Linked DNA regions of Triticum aestivum: region 2 is linked to region 1. Evidence: chromatin contacts called from public Hi-C data. All regions are on one chromosome and are shown on one strand. The core of a region is the stretch at or near the end of the contact, and the rest is flanking DNA. Distances in the headings are between cores, read along the strand shown. Region 1 holds the start of LOC123092561 (kinesin-like protein KIN-5B). Region 2 holds the start of LOC123094947.

Region 1 (6,304 bases), core at 478-2,977:
TTTCAACACTCCCCCTCACGTCTAGCCTATTTTAGTCCTTAGACGTGAGATCGATGTAGGCCGCATAATTATTTTATTTAATACTGCGCTAGTAGGGTCTTGAACTCAAAACCTCTTGCCTCGGATATCATATATTGAATTTATGCTCCACTCAGTTGCTCCAAAAGTCTGAACTGTTGGAGGGAGACGGGCAATATATTTCAACAACAGGCAACTTACGAAGCGCGTTGATCAGCCGGTTTATTTAAACCGATTTCCTTGATTTTTTGTTTTTGAGGGAAAGGGAAGGCTTTGATGGGAGCTTCTATGCGCCGCTCGTTGCGGCAAACGGTCGGCCGCCCGCACAGGAGTGCTCCGACTGGGCCGGCCCATGTGTAGCGCAAAAGAATCCTCAAAAAGAAGTAAAAGTGCAGCGGCAAGGGATCGAACTCACGCCAGACAGTTGATTACGCGAGATGCTAGCCACCACACCAACTGTGAGTTCATAGTAAGAAACTGAATGCATCACTTTTAATATACTGTGATAGTATAACATACAAATTTGCATGATCATATTTGCTGTAGCGTACAGATTTTTCAATTGTTGCACACATTTTAGAAAACACGAACAATTTTTTGGAAAATTTCAGATTTGGAAATAGTTTTTGAATTACATAAAAAGAATTAATATTACATGCAGTTTTTGAAAATTTCAGAAGATTTTCGAGAAACAAGAACAAATTTGTAAACATGTTTTTTTAAATGCCAAACTTTTTTTGAAATGTTTCAAACATTTTCTGAAATGGAGAACAAATTTTAAAGAACGAACATTTTTTGAATCTTGAGAACAAATTTTGAAACGGAGAACAAATTTGTAAGCACGAACATTTTTTGAATCTTGAGAACAAATTTGGGAGTGCGAACAATTTTTTAAAGCACGAACATTTTTTAATCTTGAGAACTAATTTTAAAACAGAGAATAATTTTTAAAAATCCCGAACAAATTTGGAAGTGCGAACAATTTTTTAAAGCACGAACATTTTTTTAATCTTGAGAACAAATTTTGAAATGGAAAACAACTTTGGAAAATCCCAAACAAATTTGGAAGCGCGAATATTTTATGGAAAAGGGAACAAACAATTGAAATCCGGTACATTTCTGCATTTCAAAACTTTTCAACTATTTGTGTAACAATAACAATGTTTGAATCTTGAGAACTTCTTTTGAAACCTCAACATTTTATGGAAACACGATTTTTTTTTGAATATTTTGAAATTCTTTTGATAAAAAAAAGGAAAGGAAAAAAGAAATAAAAAACCAAAGAAAGAAAACAAACAGAAAAATCGAAAAAAGAAAAAAGAAACAGAAATAACTAAAAACCAAAAAGAAGAAGAAAAAATAAAAAATAAACTAGAAAACAAAGGAAAAAGAAAAAGAGAAACAGAAAAAGAAGAAGAAGAAAGGAAAAGGAAAACGAAAAAAACAGAATACACAGGAAAAAACTGGGTTCAGATTTGGGCGTACTGTGTACTGCTCGAACTGGGCCGGCCCATCTCCTGTCCCAAGCATGCTTGCCCTGTGCGAATCCCCGACACTTCGCCGCAGCGAGCGGCGAATAGGGTTTTCCGGCTTTGATTGCAAGAAGAAAGTGACATCAATCTCGCTCTGCGCAGTGGGCCGTTGCCCACGCGTTTAAGGCCCACTATCCCAATGCCTCCCCCATTCACACCCACTCCCCACTCCCCGAGACCCCATCGCTGTGTTCATTCAAAATTTCAAAACACGCGAAAAAGGCGTCCTCCTCTTCCTCTCGCCCTTCTCCCAAATCGCGGAGCCGAATCCAACAGAAACCACGCGGATTTCGCCCCAATCCGCCTCCAAATCCAAGCTCCGGGGTCGCTTTAGGTGGCGTCGCCGGGATGGCGCATACCCCGAACCCCAGCCGGCGGTCGTGGGTGAGCCCGCCGACCCCCTTCCTCACGCCGCGACCCGAGCGCCGGGAGCTGCGGTGGGCGGAAGCGGGCTCGCACAGCTCCGTGCGCCGCAGCGGCGTAGGCGCCTGCAGCATCAACGGCGGCAATGACAGGGACCGCGAGGCGAACGTGCAGGTCGTGCTCCGATGCAGGTGAGGTGCTCTCGCTTTGGCCCCGCCGAGCAAAATCTTTGTAAGCCATGCTGTGATGCTCCAAGTAGCAGCCTAGGACTAAGGCGAATCGTGGCGTAGTCAGTGGGAATTCTAGCTTTTATCTCTGATTGTCAACTGTGTAGTGACAACGGAAATTTTGGGCAAATTGCTGCTGGTGCTAGTTCATGTTGTTAAAGACTAGGAGTCAGTTGCACATCTCCACGGTGTCTCTGATTCGTTTTTATGACTGGTGCATGGTTAGACCGCTAAGCGTGGAGGAGCAGAAAGCGAATGTCCAGAGTGCCGTCTCCTGCAACGACACCAAGAGGGAGGTCACAGTTCTGAACAGTCTATTCAAGCAAGCAGACAAAACATTCACCTTTGACAAGGTAAAGTTACTATTGATCCCTGTGCTTGCTGCTTATGGTCTATGGATTTTAAATAGTTTTCGTCATTCGGTTATCACTAATTTTAAACGATTAAAATCTTGTGTCTCACAAATCTGTAACATGATGATTATACAAGTGCTAAATACTCCTACATGGTTATTCCATTGTTGTATACTTCATGTACTCTGTTTATGTGTTGATGATTTGGCCCTGTTGCTTTGCATCTTCTTTATTTAAATGATGGTTGTGTGCATGTGAGGATGCAGAGGCCTGGAGGTTTGACATTCCTTTTCGAAAAACACCCCTACATGATTGACGTAGATTCACATGGTTTTTCATTTATGTACAGTTGTTATTTTATACCAGGTATTTGGCCCAAAATCTCAGCAGAGGGCAATATATGATCATGCTGTTGCACCAATTGTCGATGATGTCCTTGAAGGCTACAATTGTACTGTCTTTGCCTTTGGACAAACTGGAACCGGGAAAACTTATACTATGGAGGGAGAGATGATGCAGCAGGTACTAAAATATTTGGACATCGGCTTAGAAGTTACATGCAGCAACTGAACAATTTGCTTCATCTGCCTTTTTAGGTAGGTGAACTGCCAGCTAGTGCTGGTGTCATGCCAAGAGCAGTGCGCCATATTTTTGACATTTTGAAAGCACAGAAGGCTGTCTATAGCATGAAGGTAACCTTCTTGGAGCTCTATAACGAAGAAATAACAGATCTGTTGGCTTCAGAGGACCAAAGTAGATTCCCTGAAGATAGACACAAAAGGCCTACTATATCTCTTATGGAAGATGGCAAAGGTGGGTCTGTCATAAGAGGCCTTGAAGAAATTGTTGTCTACAGTCCTGGTGAGATATATAGTCTGTTACAACATGGATCAACTAGGAGACGCACTGCCGACACTGCACTGAATATGCAAAGCAGGTCAATGACCATTTCACTTCTTTTTTTGGGTTCCAATAGTGGACGTGTTGAATACTGATCATTGTGTATCCTGTACTTGCAGCCGTTCACATTCTGTCTTTTCTATATATATCCATGTCAAAGTAACAACAACAGGGAATCAGGAACTCATGAAATATGGGAGGTTGAACCTTGTAGACCTGGCAGGATCAGAGAGTATAGCTCGATCAGGTGCAAAAGAGGTACTTACCATTACCAACTAATAAGTGATTATATCAACTGTTTGTCATACCCCATCCTATTGGGACGCATGGGTTAATCGTCCATATTTTCACTTGGTTGAACTGGTAAAGTACACACTGGAAGATGATAAATTGTATATCCTGCTGTCCCATTTGAATAGTTGTTTCGAAGAAGGCTTTTCAGTTAGGTATGTTGTAGGCCTTATACATAACCATCTTATCTCCAAAGCAATTTCTTCTCAGCAAAAAAAGAGCACTTGTTCTTGGTAAAGTGACAACGAATGTTTTGATGTGTTTTCTGTTGTCATAACTGGATATTACTACACACATTTAAATCTTATTGTGATGCTAACTTAGGATGTTAATTCTTATTACATGTCAATCCATCTTGAAGTCATGATTTGTGGCATGCTGGTAGGTTAGAGCAAGAGAAGCTGGAGAGCTGAATAAGAGCTTACTAACACTGGGTCGTGTCATCACTGCACTTGTTGAAGATTCAGTTCATGTACCATACAGGTAGTACCTGCCGTTTCTCATAATAAATCAGGAAGATTACGCATAATTTATTCATTATGCATAGCAGTAATACATATTCATTTTGATACTTTACCAGGGACAGTAAGCTCACCAGGTTGCTTAGGGAATCCTTAGGTGGAAAAGCCAAAACTTGCATCATAGCAACAGTAACTCCATCTGTCCACTGCCTGGAAGAAACTCTAGTTACACTTGATTATGCTTATCGTGCTAAAAGCATAAGAAACAAACCAGAGGTGCTAGTTTCCTACTTCTATTCATTTTTGCTGCTCCGATTTAGTTGATATCCTTGTCACTAAGTTTAACTATTGCTGTAGGTAAACCAAAAAGTTCGCAAATCTCCTATGCTTAAGGATCTCTATCAACAAATGGAAAAAATGAAACAAGGTTTTCTTCAATCCTCTAGTTATTCCTATTCCTCGCATTATCATATAGGATCTCACAAGTATATTATCAGATGTAAAAGCCGCAAGGGAAAAGAATGGAATTTATATCCCCCAGGAAAGGTTTGATCTTGAGGAGGCAGAGAAAAAGGTATAAACAAGACTTCAGATTGTTCTAAATATGCATTTATGGAACCTCTGTGCAAGATATTGAGTGTTACCTTAGTATTTTTTATTATATGTTGCAGACAATGAGGGAAAAGGTGGAACATATGGAGCTTAGCATGGAGAAGCAGAGCAAAGTATAGTTTTTATCTAATTAAAGTTTTGATATATTAATATATTAATCAGTATATAGTTCACGGTTGAATTGACTTGTACCTTTGGTGGTCTGGCAGGAGCTCGAAAAATACAGAAGTTTGTACATAGCAGAGCAGGAGCACAGGTTGAATTTGGAAGGTCAGAATAAAGAGTTAAAGGTACTGCAATCTGGATAACATTTTTTAGTACGCAAAACCTTCTAGTTCTTTGGCTTTTATATCTACTTAGAACGCAAAAGCTTAGCATCTAAGTATCTTCATATTTAGGCGAGGATTGAAACTGGCAAGAGGGAATTTCTGGATCTTCAGGAAGCTCATTCTAGAGCTAACATCTCTCTGAAGGAAAAGGACTTCATAATCTCAAATTTACTCCATGCCAGTAAATATTTCTTGATCTTAAGTTAATATGTTAGTTGGATCAAGTGTTCTTATGTTTGGAACTAATTCATCACAATGTATAGAGAATGTAATCCTTGAACGTGCAAAGGTTCTGTGTGGCACTGTCGAAACTGCATCTGGAGATATTGCTCATCTTCAGAATAAACTAGGTAAACAGCTAGAACCCCCCTCCCTCTACAAGTTGCTGCTTTCTTGCACTGACCGTCGTTGGTATTTTTTTGGCAAATATAAATAGGAAGGCAATCGAAAACTGAAGTTGAAAATAAAGGGTTGCTATTCAATTTTCGGTCTCAAATCGATCAGAGTCTTGGACTTCTTCATAACACAGTTGTTGGGTCGATTCGTGAGCAGCACCAATTTATGGAGTCCATGACTGGACAAATGAATTCATATTTTTCAGCTAAATCTGAGGTACTACTATTAAAATACTTACTTTGTTAACTGTTCAAGATTACCATGATTATCACAATGTACTAATTATCTGCATCACGCAACTGTGTCCAGTCAGCTAACCATTTGAAGAGAAGAATCGCAAAGGCCAAAGATATGTATACCTCTGGTGTGCAATGCATGAACGAGCTTGTCAATACTCTGCGGCAGCGGTCCATCACAGACTCTGAGCAGATGAAACTGAATATATCTTCACAAGCAATAGCTGTTGACAATGTATGCAATAATAGAACTTTCATTTTTTGAGTAGTTGCTATCTGATTCAAAGTAGTGAGCCACTTTACAAAAACCTAATCATGGCCTATCTTATTAACAGTTTATAGCAGTGATGGTTTCAGAGACTGAACAAGTATTAACTGAGGTTTTGAGATCTACTTCTGAACTCAAGGAGCTATTAGCATTTTCTGCTGAACAACAAGAATTAGTATGTCTCCTCGACCCTTGCTTTTGTTAACATCTACCTCTATTTCACACATTATGCCAGATTCTGCAACTCATTCTGAAACTTGTCTGGTAGGGATTGCAAAAGAGTCTTACCTCAGCACAAGCCATGTCGAAGACGTCAAT
Region 2 (6,086 bases), core at 1,150-3,649, 830 kb before region 1:
TCACGCTATGTTGTTCCTATTTTTTGCCATCTATCTCTGCATCATTTTTTATGTCTGTCGTCTCGTAGTTAAGTGAGATATACGCGGTACATCATCCTGGCTGTTTTAGTTTGGTGTAATGATCTGTACTGGCAAGGTATGATCTACCTGAAAAATTCTTAGTCACCTTGTTTCCCCTGGCCGCCCACCTGCTTCCATATATCTGTGTATGGAGGGCATATTTTCTGGTTGAATGAACACTGGGTTTACCTGCCACAGATGAATCCCTGATTCTCCTCGGCAGTATCAGCCAAATGCAAGCTTTCCAGGCACAAGATTTCGACGATTCGAATCACGGCACTGGGCTCGTTTGCCCTCTTGTGCTCACATCTTATGTGCATAGATTAGGCTTCGCAGTAGGTTAAGCCTGAAGTGGTTGATACCAGAGTCGCCCTGGTCAATGTGGGGCATGTGTCCGTCATTTAGCACTGCTGAATCACTCACTACTCTTTGTTGCTTAATTGGTACAGTAGTAGCTACAAACAAGCGAGACTGCTGCGACATATCACTTGTTTTCTCATGCGATGAATTGATCCTCTGTGATATCCACAAACCGAGTCGAATTTGGTTATCCATTCTTTTCTCTTGCAACAAATCATAGCTTGGTGAAAACAATTGCCATCTGATCTGCTGCAGATAGAGGAGGCGGCCAAGGGCTCAGGCACAGATGTGGACTCGTCGGCAAGAACTATTCTAAACTAGAAAGACGGCACGGGTGAAAGCGATTGCTTCTTAACTTTCTTTTTTATTTTTATGTGTGGAGAAATTCTCATAACTTGCTAAAGCAGGCGTGGGGACATGGTCGGAAATCCCACACCGGAAAACTTGAGGTGAAACGCGTCTGAGTTGAAATAAAGTGGTGAAATTCGGCTACCAGTTACCATTTGGGGCAGAAAAGGCTTGGGGTCTACTCCCTCCATAAACGCTCTTTTACTTCTTTATTACAGAGGGAGTAGTAGTCTTTTGTTTCCAACTTTGTCTTGAAACGGCAGGCCGCAGGCGTCAACTTGTTGACTTGGTGCATCCTATTTGTCGAGTCTGATCTAACCCTTTTTAGCCACCGCAACCGCAACCGCGCGTTTGCGTTTCTTCCACAAGAGATTGATGTCTCTGTGCACGCCACCATGTTGAGGAAAAAACGCTGAATTTGGAGTGTGGTCGTGAGAGGAGCGAGCGCCTGTCTATGTTTAGCAGCATAGAGCGGCTGCGTTTTCGAACAAAACAAAATGGCAGGTGCAGATACCACATTTACGTTCCTGGCTAACAAATGCAGCATTATCATTCATGAACGTATCTTGACGCATTATTACCTACTCCCTCCGTCCCAAAATGAGTGTCTCAGGGACGGAGGGTGTGGAGTAGTATACTAGCTGCCGGAGTATTATTTTTTTCTTTTACTGCGAGGCGAGGTGATCGTGTCCGTCTTCCAAGCGATCTGCTCTGCTTCGAGGCTCCGCTGAATCCAGCCGTTGAAACTTGACAAGCACCCTTCCTTTGTCGCGACGAGAGCTGCGATCGGCTGCTGTTTTGGCGCACGGTGAGCTGTGATGTCTGTCTCAGGAAAACAAGCAGCAGATTCTCAAAAAAAAAAAGAAGGAAGGAAAACAAGCAGCTCAGCTCAAACAGAAACGCGACGCGACGGAGCTTAAACAATGGGGCGGCCGGCCATGCCCCGCGGCTCGGTCTCGGGTGTTTGGTTAGATATATAATCATGGCCTTCGACGGACGCAGCTTAAACAATCGGCTCGGCCGCCATAAAAAACACTGTGCCGCTGCCTCCAACTGACCCTGACACGATAAAGAAGGGAACTCAAACCCTTGATGAGCAGCAGTTGGGACATCGGTCAACCGGACACGGACCGGCGTCCCGACACTCGTCAGCCGTCACGACGGCAGGACAAGCGCCCTGCGCCAAAAAGATGTCGTTTTCTAGCACCACTACATGGTACTCCTGCCCAAGCGGAACGGCGCAGTTGGTTCGGCAATGGTACGAGTAGATTACCCAACAGATGGTAACGCATTTGCAACAGTGATTGGATCAGATCAGCCTTGAGCCAATCATGCCAGTACTGATGACATCTGCGTGTAATAAGTCAATGCAGGTTACTATGTGGCTTGAACGGCCGGGGCTTGGATTTATTTACGAGAACCGGGAGGTGTGGTGGCCCTGCTATTTAAGGAACGAGTATAATGGCCTTCTCCATCCCGTTTTCCCGTGCCCTCCTTTGATTTCCTTGGCCTCTCTCTCTCTCACGTGTTTATTTTGGCAACCTACTGTAGCTCGGACGGACGGACAGACGGCTTATAATTAGCAGCTGCAGCGGCGCCAGTGAAAACGGCAGGAGAGGAAGAGGGGAAGGCGAAAACCAAACCACGCATGCAATTTATAGGAGTACCTTGGACTTAACCGGCGGAGTAGCAGAGTTCTACTCTACTTATTTTAGCGGCCTCTCTCTCCACGAGACCTCTCCTCTTCTCCCGCGGTGCATGCTCTTCCATTGGGTAACTACCGATGAGCCTTACGGTTCCATCTTTCTTCCTTTCCTTCCGCATTGCCGAGCAACGTTGTTGTGCTGGATTGTGAATCTTCTTCTTTCTTCCTCGTCCACTTTTCGTGCCGTTTCTGAATCTTGTAGTATTATGTTATTTATATATATTTTTCTCGTGAAAAAACACCATCTTATTTACGTTCTTATTACTATGTTGCCGGGTCTTTCATAGTTCGTGTCCTCAAGTTGTAGATCACCAGAATAAAGCTGGAATTTCTCGTGCCGTGTGGTTCATGTTTGGGCTCTTCATTTTGCCTCACCGGAACTGAATGTGTCGTCGTTTCCGTTCCAGGTGATGAAATCCTGGGAGCTGCTGGCAGATCGAGTCTGATCGCAACCACAATGTGGAACTGCTCGGCGCCGTCCCCGCTCTTGCTGCCCTTGAGCGACGACTACGGTACATTTCCGTGCCCCCGCCACGCGATTCTCTACGATGATGTCTCTGAAATCATGTTCTGTTTTCAATTGCAGTGAAATGTGAATCCTCGAATTCTGCGCCCGGAGCCGCGGGTTTCGACGGAATGTAAGTTATCAAACCGTTTGGTCCCGATACTAACTGCAGTTTCCCGCGTGAACTGGCTGGCTGAAGCAATTGCTCCTTCCCCGTGAGCAGAAGCAGGCTCGCCGCCGACTATGGCCATCTCTGCCACCACATGTCGTCGCTTCAGAGCCTTCCGGCGCCGGCTCTCTTCGCCACGCGCAGTTCCGAGAGCTTTTTCGGTACGTCCTTATTTACTTCCTGTTAGAGTTTTCTCTTTGCTTACTTGTTTCTGATCTGATCTCACTGCCCGCCGGTGAACCTAGGAATGGGAGACGGTTCTGCCTACGGCGGCGACGGTAGGCCTGCTGCGTTCATGCACTTCGGCTACACCCAGGACCAGCCACCTACTGCTGCTACCGTACTGCCCTTTACTCTATTATTATCATTGCCATTTTCTTTTCTTTTTTTTTCGAAAAAAGGGGGAAAAAAAGGAAGATCGATCTGAAGATACAAAAACCGAAGGTGATGTGGCGTTTACGTCTGTTAGGGTGTTTGTTTTTCTGTCAGCATCCTGTGAGATGGACGGCAGCAGGCGGCGAGACGATGGTCTGTGACGGAAGCAGCTTCAGTGGCTCCAAGAGGCGCAAGACAACGACGACGGACAGCCGGCTGCAGGGCAGCAGCGCAAAGCCAAGGAATACTACTACTACAGCAGCTGCCAAGGTGACGTTGCGTTTGCCTTCTCCCTTTTTTTATCTGCTGGATTCATAACAGGGCCGTGTGTCTGTCGGATACTCGTAGTACACTTGAAGTGACACTGGGTTGATCAGCTGCACGGAATAAAACGATTTTGCACGGCGCAACCGGGTGACACGGATTTGTGACCAAAACAGTTGCATCCATGCAGGCACCGTGCAAGAGGAGCCAGAAGCTGGGGGACAAGATCACCGCGCTCCAGCAGCTGGTTTCCCCCTACGGCAAGGTAAAAAAAAAATGTGCATGCTGCCGTTTTCTTGGTTCTCCATGAAGTAGCCCGAAGCCACTCCTGAACACGATCCCTACACATCTTGCAGACGGACACCGCGTCGGTTCTCCACGAGGCAGCCGCTTGCATCAGGAACCTTCACGACCAAATTCAGGTGACCAAAAGTTCCAAATGAATAAATAAATCAGGTGACCAGCGCCTGAATGTTTCGTCATTTCTGCATGTCACACGCGGTGCATTTTCCTATCGCTTGCTGCAGATCCTGGCCGCGCCCTACCCTGGAGAGAGCTCCTCGCCGTCGTCGTCGCGGGATGCCGGAGAAGAGCCAACGACAGGTCTGCGCCGGCGTGGCCTCTGCGTGGCCCCGCTGTCGCCGGCCGTTGTGAGCCTCGTGTCCGGCGCCGCCCGTGCCCGTGGCAGCGCTCATGCCGACGTGGGGGGTGCTTGGTTCGCTGCTCTGTAGCTCAACTGAAGAAGATTACGTTGGTATAGAGTCTATATGTAGATGAACGGTACGGGACACGACCAGATAATCGTCACCACGTCCTTCCATGACAAATTTACAATGCTAGCTAGTTACTCCTACGGACATCCTAGAATAACTTCACTGGTGAAACGTCACTGGCAAAAAGAGAATTGTTAAAGCTCCTACGGATATCTAGTTTCATGGATAAATACAGGCTCTAGTTTTATTCTCATGATTATATACGAGTACCATGCAAACCTGGACTTCTTTATGCTATTTGGCACCCGAGACACAAATCATCTCGTAGAAACTTCATCACCTTCTTTTTTAGGGTAATTTCACCTTTTTTTTTTCCTAAAACGGAGGCAAAATTTTTGCCTCATCCATTAAATAAGTAGAGAATAGAGTTTAGAGTATTACAAAACACCCACAAAAGCGGCATGACAACTACTCGCCAGATAACAAGTTCCATACTCCCTCCTTTTCGGTTTATAGGGCTTATTTCAACTTTTTTGTTTTTCCAATTTAAAGGGCTCATCTCCATCTCATTTTTAGTTTTCGAGGTGCATTAAATCTTTTCAGGCAAGAATTAAAAAGGAACACACCAATGCATGTAACGTTCGTACTCATCTAGTGACCAAACATGCATGCACTGCAATTATTCTAAATTAATGCATGAGTTTAATTTGAGTAGTTTTGTAAAGTACGAGATACATTCCTTCACTCACAAAATGCCTTGGTTGATGAGATTTCAGATTTGAGCCCTATAAACCAGAAAGGAGAGAGTAGTTTCTTAGCACCTGCGGTAACCCATAGCTTGGCCTCCTCCAAGATGATGGTAAGGAGAATAGACGGCAGTATGCTTTTGTGGCGGAACACTCTAGCATTTCTTTCATTCCAAAATGATCCAAGAGACAAGCATGATGAGGGAGGCCATGGCATGTCAATTAGGATTGCTATATATTGTTGGTTCTCTTCTCCCACCACGCGTTGACGGTTTCCTGAGGTGCCACATGGAGGTACCCATGTGATATAAGCCAAGCTTCTCGATGATGGCCCTCCAAAGCCTAATCGTGTAGCGACACTTGAAGAAAAGGTGAGCACCTGTTTCTTGCTCCCTCTTGCAAAGATTGCAAAGGCCACAATTTGGCCACCCCCGCCTCTCCAAGCGATCGGCGATCCAAATCCTATCTTGCAATGCCAACCAAGCCAAGAATTTAACCTTGGGAGGAGTCCAAGCCTTCCAAACCATGCGGTCCATGGGAGAGAAGGTCAAGCCAAGGAATTGAGCCTTGTATGCGGTGGCCGCCGTGTAAATTCCATCATTTGCGTGCTTCCAATTAATTTCATCTTCCGCTTGTTCATCAAGGTGGAAGTTGTGCACAAGCACCAAAAGAGTGAAAAATTCCCGAATGTGGTCACCGGAGATAGCGGTGTTGTGGCAGATTTTGAGGATCCACATATTCCCTCTAAGAGCGTCACACACCTTCCAACTCGTTCGTTTTGATGCCTCGTAGATTAACAACGCAATATCCTTGGGCTTGCACCCAAGAAACCAAGGGGCGT

Evidence for each region. Hi-C and Micro-C count contacts between places; a contact is called where the count stands out from the background.
Region 2: a contact with region 1 is called in a Hi-C map of leaf, with 4 times the contacts expected there. The contact joins the promoter of LOC123094947 here to the promoter of LOC123092561 in region 1. A contact is called at or near these places in 2 of 5 Hi-C or Micro-C datasets (both in leaf) and 1 of 1 datasets of contacts at active chromatin or transcription factors (leaf).

The regions. Positions count from the first base shown.
Region 1 is chr4B:433,583,799-433,590,102 of IWGSC CS RefSeq v2.1, reverse strand. It overlaps LOC123092561 (kinesin-like protein KIN-5B), which reads left to right and starts at 1,727. Exons shown (of 23, transcript XM_044514361.1): 1 at 1,727-2,104; 2 at 2,367-2,493; 3 at 2,860-3,015; 4 at 3,090-3,430; 5 at 3,513-3,651; 6 at 4,070-4,167; 7 at 4,265-4,421; 8 at 4,503-4,572; 9 at 4,643-4,719; 10 at 4,817-4,870; 11 at 4,967-5,047; 12 at 5,156-5,267; 13 at 5,350-5,436; 14 at 5,523-5,698; 3 more. The coding sequence starts at 1,899.
Region 2 is chr4B:434,418,972-434,425,057 of IWGSC CS RefSeq v2.1, reverse strand. It overlaps LOC123094947, which reads left to right and starts at 2,399. Exons shown (of 9, transcript XM_044516804.1): 1 at 2,399-2,541; 2 at 2,881-2,985; 3 at 3,060-3,111; 4 at 3,202-3,308; 5 at 3,393-3,487; 6 at 3,637-3,792; 7 at 3,977-4,051; 8 at 4,143-4,208; 9 at 4,314-4,720. The coding sequence starts at 2,931. The coding sequence ends at 4,517.